3 separate regions of the Mus musculus genome follow, and regions 1 and 2 are each linked to region 3. A link is a contact called in public HiChIP or PLAC-seq and promoter capture Hi-C data. All regions are on one chromosome and are shown on one strand. Each heading gives the region's core, a stretch centred on a gene start, on an enhancer-like site or on the middle of the called end of the contact. The rest is flanking DNA. Distances are from core to core; before and after follow the strand shown.

Region 1 (4,236 bases), core at 128-2,627, 1.1 Mb after region 3:
ATTCACCGCTGCTACCGCCGCCGCCGCTGTCACTACCACAATTACCACCACCACCCCAATAAGAAACTTGATGTTATCTGGTCTTTTTGGAGTCTTGATGAGAGCCACAGGATACCTCTACCTCCCACGGACAGTGTATCATTAGATGGACTACGATAGAGCCCACCCAGAGTTAGGCCTCTAAGTGGCCACAACCACTGAGGAAACCACTCCTTTCTGGATTATAACCCTGTTAGGTGGTTCCAGTTTTGAAACACCTACACAGTCTTAGTTTAGTTCTTTTCCTTTCCTTTTTCCAGGTGCCGCTCGGATGTGTAATTATTCCCCATACCCCCAGAATGTTTCCCATTGTCCTAGGAGCTCCCAATGTCCTTACTGCCATTGGGAGGCGGGGGATCAAGGAGGAGACAGATGTCTTATTTTTCAATGAACATTCTTAAAGGTGAGCCATGTATCAGGATGGCACACGACTCTTCAAAGAAATTATTTTCTCAGAGGCAAAAGGAGGAGCAGGGCGCTTGGTTTCTGGTGCACTGCTGATTTCTAAGGCCCGGGATGAAGTCTGTAAGCTTTCATTGTCTTAAGGGAAACTTAGCCTTTTTTTCATCGCGATCTGCTGCCCTCTGATGAGATGACTGGAAGAGAAAGCGCTTAGAACAGGAGGGTCTCTAAACTAGAGTTTTCCCCAGAAACAGTACTTTGAGAACAGTTCGTCTGAGAACTGTTGGGGAACGTTACAGGTTCACTCAGTTATTGTGTCCTCTCTAGAAGGAATATTCGTGCTGGTCTTTTTGTTTCTCGAAATAAAGTCCGCAGAGTTGCCCAACAGTTTAGATAATAACTCTGTAAGACGTCTAATATGTCAGTTGTTCCAACACTCTAGGCTTCTTCTATCACATCCTTCTTCTGACTGACTACCCACTAGCTGGTTCCCATAGGAAACTGCCCAGCAGACCTAGTCATCTTGCATCAGTCACAAACCCGAATCATTTCGAAAACGTTGCCCTTTTTGGAATAAAGGCGGGCATTTATTTCATCTAGCGATGAATTTTGTCACAGTGGTGTCAGGATAAAAAATAAGTCCAGCGTCGTTCTCCCTCACCCAGTCCTGCAGGCGTGAGGCGCGCAGCCGTGGGGAAATCCTGGCCACTGTCTGGGATGCTATTCGCACGCGTTCCTGGAGCCTCGGCTAGCCAGCCCCCGCAAGGCCGCACGCTGTGCGCAGACACCCGAGTCTAGGGAGCGCGAGTGTCACTCGGCACGCCGAAGACCTCGGGGTTTGGAGCGGCGGCGGCAGCGGGGCAGCGGCGACCCCGCGCCCGGGGCTCATTAGGAGCGGAGCTGCCAGGCTCACTGTAGGACCCGAGCCGCGAGCCCAGTCGCGTGGGGGGGGGGGGGGAGGAGGAGCAGGGAGCATGCTCGTCACTCACCCCGATTGGCCAATGAGCGCCGCGTCTTGGTTGCCTATGACCAATAGGAAGAGAGAAAATTTGTGAGTGGCGTTTGAGAAGGGCGGGAGAAAGGGAACCTGGGAGCGAAGTTGAAGCTAAACCCGGTAAGCTATAAAGAAGTTACAGGGGGGCGCTTTGGGCTCCCAATTAGGAACAGTACCGGCTCCCAACACTACGGAGGACTCGGACTCGGAAAACACCTCTCCTGTCCCCAGCCTGTGTTCTCCTCCCGCTGCTACCTACCCCTCCCCCATTCATGCCCATGGGAAGGTGGCCCAGGCACACTCTGCGGGCTGCGGGTGACAGCCGGGAGGCTGCCGCTGAGGCTCCGCAAGCGCGCAGGCTTGAAAGCAGTTAGGGGGCGGGAGCCTTAGCAGCCTCCGCGGCTCTCGAGGACGTAAGGTAGGTGAGGAGCCAAGAGCTCCAGGTGATGCCTACGAGGGGCTGTCGCGCGTGCCACCTGTTAACTCTGCGCTGCGGTGCCCTGTGTGCAACTGCGGGAGTCCCCGGGGGTTTGATGCATAAGCAGCACTTCTCCAGGAACCCCTCAGACGTGAACCCCGCCGGGGAGAGGCAGCCGGAGTCCGGGGCAGTGGAGGAATTCTGCACGGCTGGATAGCCTGGCTTGGCGCGCACGGCCGGCCGAGCTCTCCGCAGACGCGCATTTAGCCGTCGGTGCTACATCCCGGCCGCGGCGAGCGGAAGCCCAGCCTGTCCCGGGACCGACCTGCCCAAGTTTTAAATACCCAGGGCTGTGACGAGCAGAGTATGAGCGCAGAGGCCCTTTGGGGCCCGGTTGGCTGAATTATAGTGGGTTTGAGTTTAGCCACAGATGTCTTATTCCTTGGTGTTCTTGTCTTCGTAGTGATCTGAAAGAAGTTACCCGCGATTCCTGTTTCCTACAAACCAGCTCAGAACCAGAGGAGTTGGAAAACAAACGTCGGGTATTATTATGTCGATTTCCCAAGGACCCGGGTTCTTACCGCGGATCAGATGAAAAGGTTGGCTCCTCGGGAGTCCTTCCAGCATTTTATACTTAGAGTCCCAAAGGATTGCCCGGATTTGCCGTGAACCAGCAGCTTTCTTTTATACTTACACCTCACGTTTTCAAGAAAGTATTTTGTTTGCCGCATTGCCCTGTCCATCATTCGTGTCTTCCCGGAGCAAACTTCAGCCTCCTGTTTAAAGTTATGTTTTTACCGAGTGTGATCTCTAATTGAAAGTTAACTTTTGGTTTTGGATGAGTCTGTGGAGTTTACGTTGTAAGAAGAAAGGGAGCCCGAGACACGATGAAAGAAAAGTCTAAAAATGCTGCCCGAACGAGGAGGGAGAAAGAAAACAGTGAATTTTATGAACTGGCTAAATTACTGCCTTTACCCTCAGCCATCACCTCCCAACTGGACAAAGCATCCATCATCAGACTCACGACCAGCTATCTCAAAATGAGAGTGGTCTTTCCAGAAGGTAAGCGTCTGTGCCTAGATTGAATTTCGAAGGAGTAAACCTACCCCAGCAGCACAGAAATGTACTTGTGTTTACCGGCGTGGGTTACATTCTCTGAAAAGGGAAATTTAACCAAGCTATTTGATCAGTCAGCGCCAAAGGGCTTTCCCTGCCTTTCTTAGTCTTTCTCTTCTTCCCCGTATTTCTCTCTCCAACACATTCGATATATTTGGTTGGGAAATAACCCAATAGTGCTTTTATCAACATTTGGCTCAGTTGAAAGCACGGCTAATCCAAACATGACTTTCCTTTTTGTTCCTCTAGTCAGACATGTATCCAATAGAAATCAGGAGTACTGCCCAATTGCTTATTTTTGCTAGGTATAGATTAGATGTATAAACATAGTGCTAGGTAAGCTAGATAATAATTTATCAAAAGGGCCACAATTCCGCGAGGGCAGGCGTGTGTGTGCGAACAGTATGCCTGGACTCCGCCAGTCTCTTGGCTGTTTATAGTAAATTGGTTCTCATTTTTTAAGATGTCCAGAGATTCTTAAATCGGAGCTTTGTGAGTTGCATTTCTGGCCTTGGCGTTATCTGTAAAATCATAAATTTGTCTCAAAATAGTCAAGATTTGAGGAAAGTAGAGCAGACAGAAATGTATCCTCAGTGGTGGCTGACAAATCGAGACAAACTCTCATAGGGCCTAGAAGTTAGAATACCAGCAGCAGATAGGATTGTAAGTTGGAATTTCAGTTACTAATACTCATTGTGAGAGGAAGAGCGGACTTCCCAGAGCATAGTCTTGTGTGAACTCATATCTACTTAGTAGGAAACGTGAATACTCTCCAGGGAAGGAGCTCTTTGATCTCCCATTTGCTCACCCTTCCTCAACCAAATAACAAACAGAATAGAAAAATATTTTGTTAGGGGAGGAAGTTTTAAGAATGTAAAAGAATGATTACTAGACAAACAAAACTTCTAGAGAAAGAAGTTTGTTTATTTACAAATGAGACAAATGAGAACTTCTTTTTGACCTGTTGTTGGTTTTGGGTGTTTGAGGGATCTTATTTTTTGATGGGGGGGGCTAGTTTTTGCTGGGAATGAAGTTTTCCTTCACTTGGTGTTTGTTCAAAACTTGCAAAAGGGCTGCAAACTAGCCAGGGCTACCACACAAACCTTCTAAATAGTTTATTTCTATCATCAAACCCATCAGTAGTATTATATAGTTAGTTCCTTGAACATCTCTTTTCATTCTGAAATCCAGGGAGGAGAGAAATTACAGTTTAGAATAGCGAGAAAGTTTTTTTTTCTTTTGTCTTGGTTTGTTTTTTAGGAGAAAG
Region 2 (4,229 bases), core at 650-3,149, 1.8 Mb before region 3:
CTTTTCTGGTATGTTGGGGTATCCAGGGCTCACTGTGTTGGAAGAACTAGTTTCTGATGATTCCAGGTAGCCATGATTTCTGCTGTTTATGTTCTTGCCCTTGCCTCTTACAATCTGGTTATCTCTGGTGTTAGCTGGTCTTGCAGTCTCTGACTGTGGTTTGACCCTCCTGCAAGACAGTATTCCTCCAGACCAGTTGTCTATGGGAAGAATTTGGGTATACAAAGCTGTGGCCTAGTGTCAGCCCTTGGGTGCAGACAGAAACCAGAATCATCAGTCCCCAACTGTTCCTTGGTTGCTGTGTCCTGATGGCTCTGGGTGGGTCCCTCTTGTATCAGGAATTTGAGCAGAAGTGGTGGTCTTATCTGTCCACACAGGTGACTAGCTCTCTCCTGACAGTATTTGGGTATGGAATGCTATGGCACAGGATCAGCTCTGGGTGCAGACAGAAACCAGAAGGAACCTGCCCCTTGATACTGTGTTGTAGACCCAATTTTCATACTCCACTTCTTTTCTACTTATTTTTGGGAATAAACATATTGCAATAGTAGTAGCATTTGTTCAATTAAAAAAAAGACTGTTTCATCTGTTCACATTTTTCTCTACCTGTTAATCAGTTTTGTTGGATACAAAAGGAATTTAAATAAATAGAAACATTTTTTTTTATTTTAAATTACTAAAATGCAAAATATCTCATACAATAAAAGCATTTTTGCAAAATAAAAATTTCCAGAAAGTAAACTATTGACTGGCTTTACTCCAAGTATTACAGAGAGTAAGAAACAGAGTTTAAAATTGAATTTCTTATGTATACTCTGAAAATTTAAAGTTGAAGTCCACATGAGAAAGAAGTACATAAACTTCCCAGAAGATATAATAGGAAGAAATGAGAATTAAAATGGAAAATCAGTTTTTCTAGGCAATCAGTGAAAAGGTATAGAGAAATTTTAATCCAGTAACATGGCTGCTCTGGTAATGGATTACATCTAAAATCCTTCTAGGTCTTTGTAATCAGATTGGAATACAGATATGTTGCACACAGTGAATCCTGTGACCTTCCATTCTCTTCAGTTGCTAGTGGCCACTGGCCTATGAGGACTGAGGAGCAGAAGCAGAAAGCAGGATTTGGAGAGCCTTCTATAGTGATGGATTAACTTCCAGTAAAAGCTTCAGTGAGACAGGTCAACTTTCTTCAGAGTGATAAAAGGTTACTTAGATCTTGAGGAGAGGCTAGGGAACTCCAAGGTGATGATACATCATTAGCTTTCTTAGAGGCCTGGAAATGCTTCATTTGCATAAAGAGAAATTCTAAGAACCTAAGGGTCTTATGGGGAGAGATCATGTTAAACGTATAATTTGGCCTTAGGTTATGTAGGATTCCTCAGAGGTTTTTGTTTGTTTGTTTGTTTGTGGGAGTGGGGGTTGGCAGGGGGTTACAGATTACAAGCAGGAAGGGCTGATTGGTCATAACACAGTCTACTTGTCATATGACAGGAAGAGTTGAATAGGATTTATGTGCTGAGCCATGCAGTACTTGCAGTAAGCTTTGTTTGGGCTCATTCCCTAGATAAAGTCAGTCTTCTGTAGTTAGAGACACTCTTTAGATAAGAACAAGCAGAGAAGAGGAAGCATGGCTGAGAAAGCGAGTCCTCCATTTTTCACTGAATTTGGAAAACTTATCCAAACATGAAGGACTTTAATCTCAATAGCAGGATTTTCGTACACCTCTGGCTTAAATACAGGCACACACTTAGTACACAACTAAATCCCAAACAATAAAGGTAAAGTTAGTTTGTAAAAGCAAGCATGAAATCTCTCTCTCCATAGATATCAATCAAGTATAGATGAATTAGGTCTCTCTCCATGCTGGAAATTAATTGGTTTGATCTTGTGCAGACAGCCAGAGCTGCTGTGAGATTATTATTGTAGTGGTCCTATCATATTCAGAAGACAACCTTTAGCTTTTGTACCCTGACACCAAATGCTTATACTTGTTATATTTTCTGTTTGCCTTGTTGTAATTTACATTAATGGAAAAGAGGCAATTCTCAAGTTTACGCTTTATAATTTTGAAAGCTGAATTGAAATATAAATTGTTAACATTCCTTCTAGGTTCCACCCCATAGTTACCTGGCAACGGCCAGGAATGCCTCACTCACTATAAAAGAGGCCGCTTGTCCCCTCCACACTTTTCTTGCTCTATTGTTCTCCTACCCTCTTCTCCATCTGTTCCTTCTTTCCCCATTTCCCTCCCCCTTCTATCTCCATGTGTTCATGTCTGGCCTTACTCCTCCCTCTCCCTCTCTGTTTTTCAGTCTCTACTGCCCCCTCAACTTCCCTCCCAATGCCCTAAATTAACTCTGTTTCATGCTATATCCATAATATTCCTGGTACTTCAGGGGGAAGGGATGCATCAGCATGGGCACAGAGAGGTACCCCCTTCCCCTGCACCATACTTCACCTCTACCAAACATACCCCTGGCTTCTTTTTCTTATTTATAAAACACAACATAAATATCAAAATGCTTATGTTTTTTGTCTTTAATCTCTACTGATCTGCTAGAATTGCCTTTGTGCTTTCTTCTTGATGCAGTTAAACAATACTATGAGACTTGGATACTGAGAAACAACTAAAAATGTTCCAAGATTCAATGCGGTTTGCATCTTTGCATACCTTCACATTACTTTGTGTAAGCTACTTCATACAAAGTAGATGACTGCTGAATAACTTGGTGATACTTATTACTCAGTCTGGTCCTTACACAATATATGCAGTTGTCACACTGTCGTCACCCAAAAGTTTATTAAGTATTTATGTCAATAAAAATCATGAATAAGTGAACTGATTCCTACTCTTCACAGGTAAGAATTGAAGCATAACCTCATGATTGTTTCACACTCTGAGAAGTAACAAACAAGACAGAAAATTCAAACATGCTGCTTTGCTTTTGTAAAGTAATTCAAAGTCAGAAGTGCATAGTTGTCCTAGCAGTCAACCTCAATGCCATGTGTTCTTTCTCATGCATCCTTTATTACCTTGTTGCTGTTGCTAAAATAATCTTGAGCTGCTCAGTCTCCCTGACACTTCAACTGCCATCTTGCTTCCAGATAGAAAGAGATAAGAGGGAATCCAAGAGGACCAGGAAATAAACAACTATTTTTCTTCAGGAAAAATCGTAGAAATCCATTTCATTAACAGTCTGTCCTGCTGTTCTTATCAAGTTTCAACTTGGAAAATGTTGCATATACATGGCTATCACCTACAGTTCTGATTGTATAGAATTCATAAAAAAATTACATTGAATTTCTACTACTATACATATTGCAAACAATAATACAGATAAATGATTGATAGATAGATAGATAGATAGATAGATAGATAGATAGATAGATAGATAGATGGATGGATGGATGGATGGATGGATGGATGGATAGATAGATAGATAGATAGATAGATAGATAGATAGATAGATAGATTTAAAGGTTTTTGTTGTTGTTGGTGGTGGTGGTTTTTTTTTTTAATTAAACCAATGACCAAGAAAGAAAGTATCAGTACAATTCAAGTAACCCTTTCCACTCTGAGTTCATATGAGAGAATTCAGTCTGCACTGGACTTGAATGAGATAGTTTTATTTAATTAAATCCCATGGAAAAGGGGAAAAGGAAAAGGGAAAGGCAGGATTCAAATTAGACTAGTATATTTTATTGCTGGACAGTGCTCAATTGAAATGATTATATCCAAAATTTGTCTAATTTGGTCTGATCAGGCTTAAGGTAACAATTATAACTGTTCTCACTCTAGCAGCATTTGCCATGGATAAGACAAGCATGGAACATGGATGTTTGATCAGAAATTATAAACAGTACATTAAAATAGATGAAAACTTTTGAGAAGTGGAGTTGGTTTTCTATTATATATCTGAGTGAGGCTGCTCATTGGGAACAATTAGATATTTGAAGTTGTAGAATGACAACAAGGAAAAGATTGCCTGCAAATATTTACACTCAGACCTTTACAGCACACTTTTGTTCAAGAGGCTTAACAAACATATGCTCCCATTATGTGTTCCCTATCATCTTAATTCTATCTGAAATTTAGTTGTTAAGCAGAGTAAAGTTTTCATTTGGTTTTGAGTGTTTTGCAGTAAAATTAACATTTCTGAAGCCTTTCTTGAGATGTAGGCTATGCTCAGCTTGACCCTCTGAACTGGCCCTTTCTGATATGCTAA
Region 3 (4,136 bases), core at 60-2,559:
TTGTGTCGGTAAAGCTCCTTTTAAAAAATTCAGCATGTGCAATCTTCAGTGGATTTAAATTTAAAAAAAAATAGATGTTTTACTATTTAGTCATTTTCTGTCTTTTCTTCCCCTGTGCATTTCAATTCTTTAACGCCTAAGTTTCTAAGGACATTGAGAGTTCATAAGCTTACTTGATTATTGCAGGAGTCTATTCTGCAAAGTTATAAAGTAAGGAAGTAAAACAAGACCAAATTAAAACGCAATTGCACATCTTCCAGCAAGTAAACTGCAGACTTATTTAAATGAATTAGTCATATTCTTGTGAGATGAAAAAAATTAATCCATAAGGTAATTTTGATGAGAGATACTTACAGTATGAAGATGAAGAAATGTTAAACGGTAATCTGTTCGTTTCGTTACCAGAGGGTAGTTTCTAATATCCTCCAACCCCCAAATCCAAAATCATCTTAGAAGCATTAGTCCTGTTTGATTCTCTCTCTCTCTCTCTCTCTCTCTCTCTCTCTCTCTCTCTCTCTCTCTCTCTGCTACTACTGCTACACACACACACACACACACACACACACACACACACACCCTTCCAATACTCCAGAAGATAAAAATATGAGGAAATGTGGTTGGTTAAAAGTTCTGAATCTTTATGATCCACCTCAGTGATGCAGTTAGTCCTTACCCCTGTGGGATGCCCTGAGAGTTTTTTTTTTTTTTTCTTCCTGAAGCTTTTAATACTGTCCTCAGTATTAAAATAATCTCAACTTTCTCACCCCAGAGTTATGAATCAGGGAGATAGTGGGACTGGTGGACGAAAGAGGGATGAGGAGTTGTTATGGCACAAAGATACACAGCTTTCCTGCGTCTCTTCGCCTTGAGCGTTGAGTCCCGGTAGCTGAGTACACATCTGACAGATCGACTTATTCAAATATTTTACGTGGAGAACACCAGCCAGGAGCCAAATGAGCCACTTTCATCCTTGCGGGGCACTGGCTGCAGCAAGTGAGACAAAGCCCTCCAAGCGGCTGCATCCAGCAGGTGCCTGGAGCGCACGAACTCAGCCGGGCAGCGGTTCCCCTCTTCCTTTCCTGTCCGCGGCTAGTGCTCCTCGCGGGTCCGCAGTGCCTCCGGACCCACAGCGAACGCCCTGGGATTGAGCTCCAGGGAGGGTCCACCGCTGGCGAGTGCTTACCTGCGGCTAGGGTGAAGAGGGAGGGTAGGGACTGGGGTAGTCCTCTCAGAGCTGCGGCAGGAGGCGGTTCAGCGGGAAGTCCCGGGCTCCCAGCCTCGGCCACGCAGCCGCCAGCGAGAGCGCAAGTGACGGCGGCGGAGACCGAGACCGCGGAGCCGCAGCGGTGGCGCTGGAGACAGACACGCCTCCTGGCGGGGGTTCCTCTCCTCTTGCTTTAAAGGCGCCGCGCTTCTTTCCCCGCTGCTGTTACTAGCTCCAGGGCACCCAGGCCCACCCAAGAGCACGGTGCACTCTTTATTTCAAGAACTCCAGGGAGAGAATTCCGGGTACTGACCACCTAGTGCTTCCGGAACCCTCGGCCCTGATTTCGTCTCCTGCAAGCAAGCACATCCACATCCAGGCATAGGGGAACAGGGACAGAGATGCTCTGAATGACAGTGGGTAAGGCAAAAGGGACAAGGATTGATTTTGCCTGCTCTGAGAAGCTACACTGAGTATAAGGACTCATAGCTTCTGCTTCTGGGTGGCTGCTTTTTTGCTGCTCCTGAAACCATGGCAACGAGACTTCTATGTTGCCAGCATCTGGGGAGCAGCTGGTTGTCTCCAAAGTGACCCTTTTGGTTCAACTACTGCATTTCCCATTCAGGTTGGTGAGGATCATCTTGGTTTCTGCATCTTCTACTTCTATCCTGCTTCTCAAGCTAGATGGGTTTTGGTCTCTCCTGGTGTCCAGTAGCAAAAGAAATGGACTTTCAACATCAAGAAGCTGGCAGGAAATCTCAGCACAGGTCTAGCCCCTTTATATCTGATTTTGTTCTTCAAGCTAGGTCCCTGAACTCTGAGGGAATTTGAGGCCTGGCAAGCACAGAACCTGGAGTCCTAGCTGTCATGGTTGGGAAAATGAGCATATAGAAGTACTTAAATATGAGATATTGAAAGATGTTTTTAAGGAGAAGTGGGAGGAGGAGGGTGCCTAAGTCCTAGGGTCTTCCCAAGGGTTGCTTCCTGGAGTCAGGGGTGGGGACAGGAGGCAGAGAGCACACCAGACTCCTCAGGCTTCTCTGGAGGAGCGATTAGCTTCTGCAAACAATCCCGGATTTGCTCTCCTCTGGGTCAGAAAAGTCAACATGTATTCAATACCTTTGCTACTTTATCCTCAGCCCTGCAATATTAACTAGAGTGGAGACTTAGCAGTTCCCCCCAGAGTACATTGGTGAGCTACTATTCTCGAGGAGGTTTAAGAGAGGCCAAGCTTGAACAGGCTTGGCAGACCAGCCCAGGAGACAAATTTCAAAGGGATTGTAATAGGAAGCAGGCCAGGTGGAATTCCTAAGCTCAGTGGAGCCTAGAGGCAACTGCAGTCCCAGGAGCACTCCAGTCTAATTCTGAAGGGCTGGAAGCAGAGGCTCCTGTTCACCCTACAGCAGACCAACAGGCCGCAGAGAAGCGTTTGTTCTTTTGCTGTATTTTGTTTGTTTGTTTGTTTTGTTTTACCTGCAGCCATTGCTATCCCAGAAGAGTAAAAACTTTCCTGAACCTGTCTCGGTATGCCACACATTCTGGGCTAACATCTGACTCAGTCCTAGCCAAATCCTCACTATTTACTACGTTGTTCACCATCCTAGGCTCTCTACACCGTATCACACATACACCACACATTTACTGTGCTTAGCTGTCTCTGGGAGACATGGGCTTAAGTTAAGAAGAGATGAGTTAGTGGCATGGAGTGTCCGTTTGTGGTTTATAGATCTCAGGAATGGCTAGAAGGTTCCTGTAATTAAGGCAACAGCGGCCTTGTTGTACGAAGAGAATAAATAGTCAATGACTGTATTGTGCATCCTGGACGGGACAGCACAGACGCGTGACCAGCTCCAGGCGCCTGGGCTCCAGCTGCTGTGACCTGCAGCCTAATAGGCCCTCCAAGAACAGTGCAGTTCTGGCCAGGCTCAGGAAAAATTGCTCTATTCAGCCTTATTGCCTGATGAGAGTAATGAAGACAACTTGTCTACTAGCCAAGGACACTCTCCATGTCATCTTAATATCACACACCCCTTTTCAGCGAGAGAGACAAAACACCTGCCAGTAGATGCCATGGAAATCCCTAGGTGACGGCATCCAGCTGCTTTATGGTGATTCTGAGAGTGTGGCGCAGGGAAGGTCTTACTTATTGTGCTTTAAGATGCCAGGATCAACCTTCCCCTGCTGCTGGACTCTGGCCCATATTGTATCTGGGGAGAGAAAGCTTAAGGAAAATCTCTTTTAGTGTATGTTTGTCTTAAGGATCTAGTTATGGATTTCTTTTCCAAGACAAACTTCACACACTTATAAAGAACTATACAACTATAACAGGGCCTACCAAGGAAAGGGGGAAAGGGGGAAAGAGCTGAGAGAAGAGTGGTACAAACCCAAAGTATGCAATCAAAATGGAGACTGGCAAAAGGGCATTATAGTGTGTGTTTTTATTTAACCCTTCCAAGCCCTCTCAACTGCTACAGAGATATGTCTTATAATTTATTTAAAGATCTATAAGTTATACATCTAAAGATTTGGAGTCCTTCTGAGGAAACCATAAATATCTACACCCTCAGTCACCCTAAGGGCATGTTCTATATTTGAAAAAGTCACCCCATCCCTAAGTCTTCTACTGGAAGCTGCTATACCCCTTCTTGACTATTCAAGGTGCTGGTCTCTTGGGGCCTTAATAGCTCCTGAGGCAACTGGGACCACCTTGAACTATCCAACTCAACTTTGGGATTTGTTGTTTTCAGCTTTGTTTTGTTTCAACCTGGCTCTGTTGAGTTGGATGCAAAGACAGCAAGTGCCATGTTGAATTGTCTGATTCAGTGCTACCATTTTACAAGTAGTAAATCCAAACTGACAGGAATAAGGGTGACTTGCTCAGGCTGTGGCAGAAACAAGACTGTCTTCTAGCTGTGTACAGCCACACTGGAGC

The links. Promoter capture Hi-C pulls out the DNA fragments that hold promoters and counts their contacts. HiChIP or PLAC-seq counts read pairs in DNA pulled down with a chosen protein or histone mark.
Region 1: a contact with region 3 is called in a promoter capture Hi-C map of embryonic stem cells, with 4 times the contacts expected there. The contact joins the promoter of A230054N11Rik here to the promoter of Grik2 in region 3.
Region 2: a contact with region 3 is called in an H3K4me3 HiChIP or PLAC-seq map of neural tube, with 9 times the contacts expected there. The contact joins the enhancer-like site here to the promoter of Grik2 in region 3. A contact is called at or near these places in 5 of 39 promoter capture datasets (cranial neural crest, embryonic stem cells, hippocampal neurons and 1 more), 3 of 115 datasets of contacts at active chromatin or transcription factors (astrocytes, embryonic forebrain and neural tube) and 1 of 9 other capture datasets (liver).

The regions. Positions count from the first base shown.
Region 1 is chr10:50,893,157-50,897,392 of GRCm38.p6, forward strand. It overlaps A230054N11Rik (a long non-coding RNA gene), which reads right to left and starts at 1,378. Exons shown (of 2, transcript XR_871640.2): 1 at 1-1,378. Sim1 (single-minded family bHLH transcription factor 1) reads left to right here and starts at 2,495. Exons shown (of 11, transcript NM_011376.3): 1 at 2,495-2,915. The coding sequence starts at 2,741.
Region 2 is chr10:47,989,637-47,993,865 of GRCm38.p6, forward strand. No RefSeq gene overlaps it. Among named protein-coding and RNA genes, the nearest start is that of Gm24256, 630 kb to the right of the region's middle. Within about 2 kb of position 1,900, at least 3 of the 459 cell types and tissues checked have an H3K27ac peak or open chromatin away from gene starts, as enhancers often do. A contact at or near this core is called in neural tube, where this site is marked.
Region 3 is chr10:49,787,445-49,791,580 of GRCm38.p6, forward strand. Grik2 (glutamate receptor, ionotropic, kainate 2 (beta 2)) reads right to left here and starts at 1,310. Exons shown (of 17, transcript NM_001111268.3): 1 at 1,184-1,310.